2 separate regions of the Mus musculus genome follow, and region 2 is linked to region 1. The links are chromatin contacts, called in public targeted proximity ligation maps. All regions are on one chromosome and are shown on one strand. The core of a region is the stretch at or near the end of the contact, and the rest is flanking DNA. Distances in the headings are between cores, read along the strand shown. Region 1 holds the start of Drap1 (Dr1 associated protein 1 (negative cofactor 2 alpha)). Region 2 holds the start of Vegfb (vascular endothelial growth factor B).

Region 1 (2,970 bases), core at 365-2,864:
GTGGAAGCTGTGGTGTCTCTTCTTCCCCATCAGTATCTGTATCCTCAGACTCATCCTGAGAGCACGGAAGGGGTCAGGGTTAATGAGAGGGCCCGGGCCCATCTCTGGGGAGCCCAGACCCTGGGAGAGGAATGGAGATGGAGGAACAAGAGGCAGCAGACAAGGCTGAGGCCATCACCCATCAGCCTCACTCACCTCCTGCTCAGAGTCTGTCCCGGACAGCTTCTTGTCTTTGCCTTTGCTTCCCGTGCCTCCGTTCTTCCTGCCGCTGCTGCCCGGTTTCCGGCCCCTTCGGGAAGGTACAGTCCATCTGCACGAGGACTCTCTCCTCCTGGTTCATCCCCCAGCCACCCCCAACCTTGTGGCCTTGGCCTTCCCCACCTGTATACCGGGTCTTGGCTACCCACCTTCGAGGACCCTTGTCCCCATCCACGTGGTTGTCCTCCCCATCCCCCTGCATGTCAGGCACTGATGCCACCAAGTCTTTCAAGAAGTCAAACTGCTGCTCGAGTTCAATGCACTGCTTCCTAAAGAAGTGGGAAAGGAAGGGGTTCAAATGGGGCCCCCAAAACACTTAGGGAAGGATACAAACAACTTCTTCGTGTCAGTACAGTGGAACGTTAAAAACACCCCTACTTCCACCAGGCCTCCTGGGAGGGCCGGTGGCTCGGATCTGGTTGTATTCCCTGCACCTGAAACACCTAATCTCTCCTGCATCAGTCCAAATCCACAAAGCTGGCCTCCCTGGGCCTTGCACCACTCCCCCTGTCGGAACTCTGCCTCCTCAAAAGCCCCTCCCAGCTCGGCGGCCACTCACAGGTGGGACGTGGTCATGGTTTTGGCATTTCGAGACTGGGTCACCTGGCAAGCCTTCTTCAACAGGGACTCCAGGAAGAGCTCAAGGGCCCGGGCTGAAGACGTCAAGGAGAATCCAAAAAGGGGAGTGCCGCAGTCCCGCCCCACGCCCCTCAGCCCAACCGGCCCCTAGTAGGATACAGATGATGACAGGCACAGCTGCCGCCACCTTCCCAATCTCTTCGTCCGTCTGCATGATCTTTTTGATCCGCGCCTGCCGAAAGGAAGAGGACAGAGCTCGTCTCTTGCGTCCCTAACACGGGGGACAGAGGGAACCGGGGGTATCCCGGGAGAAGGAGAAGAGGGCGGGGGGCGCTAAGTCAGGAGGGCATGGAAGGGGCGGGGCGTCAGGCCGTGAACACCTAAAGGCACCCGCCCCCCCCACCAGCAGGACCTGGGCCCAAGCCTCCCGGGAGCCCTGCCTGCCGGGGCCCATCCGGGCCACGTGCTCACCGGCGGAAACCGCGCGTTATACTTCTTCTTCTTGCTTGGCATCTCGGGGCCTCTCGTTGCGCCGGGCCCAGCGCCGCCGCCCGCAGCCTCCCGGCCCCGGGCCTGTCCGCCGCCGGCCCGCCGCGGTCCCCCCCCCCACCCTCCCCGGGTCCTGGTGCCGTTTACTCCGCCTACACCACTTCCCGCAGGGTCCTAGTGCCGCCCGTAGACAAGCAGCTCCCCAAACTCGAGCGCTGGGCTTCGGATCCTCTGGGGCGGTGCGCGTCCTTCCCCGGGCTCGCCCGCCACGCCCACCCGCCCCCCAAGCTAAAGTACGAACGTTAGCTCCGCCTCCCGAAGACCTGCACCTCCCGGGATTCTCGCGCCGGCTCCGCCCCTGGACGCTGCCCGCCCCTTCCCCTGGAGCCCCCGCCCCTAGCCTTCTGGTTCCGCCTCTGGCCCCGCCCCGTGACTGTGTTTGTCTATAAAGTTGTTGTTGAGGTGGCGGGACCCTAAGATGGCGGCGGCGGCGGCGGCCGTGGCAGGGGCGGGGCGCGGCGGGGGTGGCGGCGGCGGCGGCGGCGGCGCAGCAGATCCCGGGCAGGAACGGAGCCGGGCCCGAAGTTGGGTTGGCGCGGAACGGAGTGAAGGCCGGAGGTGACTGCGGGGTGGCGAGAGGGACGGCAACCCTTAAGCTGTGGGCACTAATGGCGGCGGATGTGGTAGGGCTGGAGCCTGGTCCTCGCGCAGGCCTGGTCCTATCTGGTTCGAGTCTGGATGGTACCCATTGACCCCCTGATGGGCCGCTGCCCTCTCTGGGGCTCAGAGCCTCGGTGTTTCACGGTGCCCCCAATCGTTCACCGGGGGAGGCCTGGCCCTCTACAGCCATCCTCTGAGGTTGGCGACCCTGCGTTTTGCCTACGTCCATTATATTGCAGCGCCGCGCTACCTTGCAGGACTCTAGTCCGGTGGTGTAGCCGAGCCCCGTGCCAGTTCACACTTAAGCTCTGGCGCTCTTTACGGGCATGACCTTGGGCAAGCCCCTTTTCTTAAGAGTTTCAATTTCCTTGTTTGTAAGCAGTGAAAGTAGTACTAACTATAGCTACTCCACCTCAGGCGTCTTATTCTGGAGACAAATCTAGACAGGATCAGTTGTTACCCATTGTGAAGATGAAGCAACTGAGGCACAGACATTATGTCTTGCCCAGGGCCACAGTTTACTGCAGTGCCTGGCACCCTCCAGGACCCAGCACTTTTTATTTACTGTCTCAAACCTCTGACTCAGTTCCCTCACAACAGGATGGAACCAAATGAGGAGCTGGAAGAGGAAGACTCTCCAGGTGGCCGGGAGGATGGCTTCACTGCTGAGCACCTGGCTGCAGAGGCCATGGCAGCCGATATGGACCCCTGGCTGGTATTTGATGCCCGTACCACACCTGCCACAGAGCTGGATGCCTGGTTGGCCAAGTACCCACCATCTCAAGTTACTCGCTATGGGGACCCAGGTTCACCCAACTCTGAACCTGTGGGCTGGATTGCAGCCTATGGGCAGGGTTACACCCCCAACTCAGGGGATGTACAAGGGCTGCAGGCGGCCTGGGAGGCTCTGCAGACCAGTGGGCGACCCATCACACCAGGTACCCTGCGCCAGCTGGCCATCACCCACCATGTGCTCTCCGGCAA
Region 2 (2,835 bases), core at 149-2,648, 1.6 Mb after region 1:
TGTCCCATCAACACACCTGACCCATAGGCCCTGGTACCTGCATTCGGACTTGGTGTTGCCCAGTGGGCACACATTCCAGGCCATCGTCAGGGCAGCAGCCACCACAGCGCTGCACAGTCACACAGCTGGGCACTAGTTGTTTGACCACATTGCCCATGAGTTCCATGCTCAGAGGCACCACCACCTCCCTGGGCTGGCATGTGGCACGTGCATAAACGTCTATCCATGGCACCACTGTGGGCAGACCCAGATGGATTAAGTTCTTATCAGGTCTCCTGAAGCTCCTCTGAGCATGTAGCCTCTCTGATACCCTATCACCACCACCCCAACCATCTTTTAAACCTGTCTTTCTCTGCCTTGTTTCTCAAGAAATGATTAAGCCCTCTGCCTCAGTTTCTTCCTCTATGGAATGGTATCGCCCAAAGGAGTTGGGATCACGCAAGATAAGGGATATGAAATCAGAGCAAGTGCTAACCCCTCTTAGTACTGGCTGGTGGCAAGTTATTGTTAACTATTATTACCTTTCTTCTGGTGGCTGGGGCCATCAAACTGGGACACAGGGGCCTGTGGGAAAGAAGATACCTGGGCCCAAGATGCACTCTAAAAGGGCTGGCCCTGTGGCTATGTAAGGGCTCCGTCCTTGAGTCAGGCTTCTGCGCCTTTCTGACACCTTTCCAGATTTATTCTGTTCCCAAGACCTTGGTTCTAATTTTTCTTGTATACTCAGACATCTGGTACTTTCCCTGGCCCAAGACCCACCAGGCATACTCTGGGAATGGTACTAAAGCCCAAGCCTTAGCGCTGGGCTTGTTTTAGGTCAGGAGCCAGGATAGTGGGAGACAAACGAGGTTCGGAGGGCACGGAGGCAGCTCCGCCCTACAACCGCCCAGGGGATGGGGTGAGGTGGGGGAGTGGCCCCAGGGGCATGGGCTAGGACTAGCGGGCCTTCGCCAAGGGGCACCTCTTAAGGGATATTCCCGGTTTGAACTGAGGATCCCCTCGACAGAGGTAGCAGGCGCCTCCCCACTTCCGCCAACCTTGAGAGGGCACCGCGGGCGGGCGGGCGAGCTAGCGAGCGGGATGTCGCGGACGCACGTACCTGGGTGCGAGCCAGCTGCAGCAGTGCAACAAGCAGCAGGCGACGGAGCAGGGGGCTCATGGTGCCCGCGGGGGGCGAGCGCCGGGAGCGCCCGCATGGCCCTAGCCCGGCGGCGTGGGGGGCGGCGGCAGCCAGAGCCCCATGGCGCGGGCCCGGGGACCCGGGGCGGGGCGCAGGGGGCGGCTCCTCCGCGGCCCCCTCCCGAGCCCTGGGCGCAGGCAGCGCAACGCAGCGCCGCAGCGACGGCCTGAGGAACAAGACAGGCAGGCGGCCTGTAGTGGCGGCGGTGGTGGCCGGGACGGCGGGCAACGGGGACGGCGGGGGGTGGCAGGGGGCCTGGCCGGGGCTGGCGGGCAAGAGGCTCATGTGACCTAAACACGCGCTCCCCACCGGGCCGCGGGCGGAGGCGGGGCGGGGGCGGAGCCGGTCCCCTCCAAACGCCCCCTCCCGCCGCTGCAGGGGAAAGGGGACACACCGCCCTGGAGGCCGAGCTCCGGGGGTCGCTGCCTCACGAGGGGAGGGGTGAGGAGATGCGTGACCTGAAGGACCGAATCGGACAGGCGTCTGAAAATGAGTTTATTGCACGTGTAGTTCTGGACAGGCAGCAGGGAGAGGACCAATGAAGGTCCCATTTAGTTAAGCCTCTCAGGGGCTTGTGTCCTGGGGCATGATCCTGGAGCTTTCTGGAGGCAGGGAGGGTTCTGCCCGAGGCTGCTGCCTCTGCTGGCGCTCCTGCTGAATCCTGGCTCTGTTGGCCCTGGAAAGAAAAACAGGATCAGGACAGACATCCTGGAGGGTGGTGCTGAAGCAGGAAGCAAAGTCAGAGCAGTGACAGACCTGGCCCTGGCCCGAGTGTCATTGTAGATGGCTGTAATGATCCGGTCCTTTTCATCCATGAAGCTGCGATGCACCTGCTCCAGCTTCCTGTGAAGGAATTGCAGTTAACTCCGAGTCTCCGAACTCTGGTGTCCCTCAAACCCTGGTCCTTGACCAGGTTCTAGCATCTCTCACACAACTTTACATCTCTCTCTATAACAGACACCAAGTGGCCCAAGTCCCAGAACTAGGTGGCACCCTAAGTCACTGGCTGTCCTGTGAAGAAGGTTGGTGAAACAGCTCTGAAATCAGGTTGCCTCTCCCAGAAGACTAGAAAGGGGGCATATTTAGGTAATCTCCATTGCTAGATACTACGGACAATGGGCTCCATCCTTTGGGTTTCTATGCCACAGAAAACTGGTATGACAGCATGCATTCGAGTGTATGGTGAGGTCCTGGCAGCTACCATGGACTGTCACTGTTATACGGCACTTGTCCTTCCTCGCTCTTTCTTTCTTTTCTTTTATTTTTTTTTATGGTTTTTTGAGACAGGTTTTCTCTGTATAGCCTTGGCTGTCCTGGAACTCACTTTGTAGACCAGGCTGGCCTCGAACTCAGAAATCCACCTGCCTTTGCCCCCCAAGTGCTGGGATTAAAGGCGTGCACCACCACTGCCTGGCCCTCTTTCTTTCTATATTGAGACACAGTTTAATGTAGCCTAGGCTAGCCTCAAACTCCATATGTAACCAAAGATGACCCTGAACTTAAAAAATTTGCAAAAAAAAAAAAAAAAAAAATTGCTTGGTGGTGATGGTGCACTGACTTCGAGGCCAGCCTGGTCTACACAGGGAGTTCCAGGTCAGCCAGTTCTACACAAAGAAACCCTGTCTCAGAGAAACAAAACAAAACAAATCAAAACA

What was found.
Region 2: a targeted proximity ligation map of pancreatic cancer cells shows a contact between it and region 1. A contact is called at or near these places in 1 of 39 promoter capture datasets (liver), 1 of 484 Hi-C or Micro-C datasets (embryonic stem cells), 2 of 130 datasets of targeted methods (embryonic stem cells and pancreatic cancer cells) and 1 of 9 other capture datasets (liver).

Annotation. Positions count from the first base shown.
Region 1 is chr19:5,423,365-5,426,334 of GRCm38.p6, forward strand. It overlaps Drap1 (Dr1 associated protein 1 (negative cofactor 2 alpha)), which reads right to left and starts at 1,615. Exons shown (of 7, transcript NM_024176.2): 1 at 1,309-1,615; 2 at 997-1,069; 3 at 818-911; 4 at 408-527; 5 at 196-289; 6 at 1-55. The coding sequence starts at 1,350. It overlaps AI837181 (expressed sequence AI837181), which reads left to right and starts at 1,780. Exons shown (of 2, transcript NM_134149.2): 1 at 1,780-1,944; 2 at 2,587-2,970. The coding sequence starts at 1,805.
Region 2 is chr19:6,986,253-6,989,087 of GRCm38.p6, forward strand. It overlaps Vegfb (vascular endothelial growth factor B), which reads right to left and starts at 1,399. Exons shown (of 7, transcript NM_001185164.1): 1 at 1,100-1,399; 2 at 522-564; 3 at 38-234. The coding sequence starts at 1,159. Dnajc4 (DnaJ heat shock protein family (Hsp40) member C4) reads right to left here. Exons shown (of 7, transcript NM_001357001.1): 6 at 1,937-2,023; 7 at 1,659-1,856. The coding sequence ends at 1,745.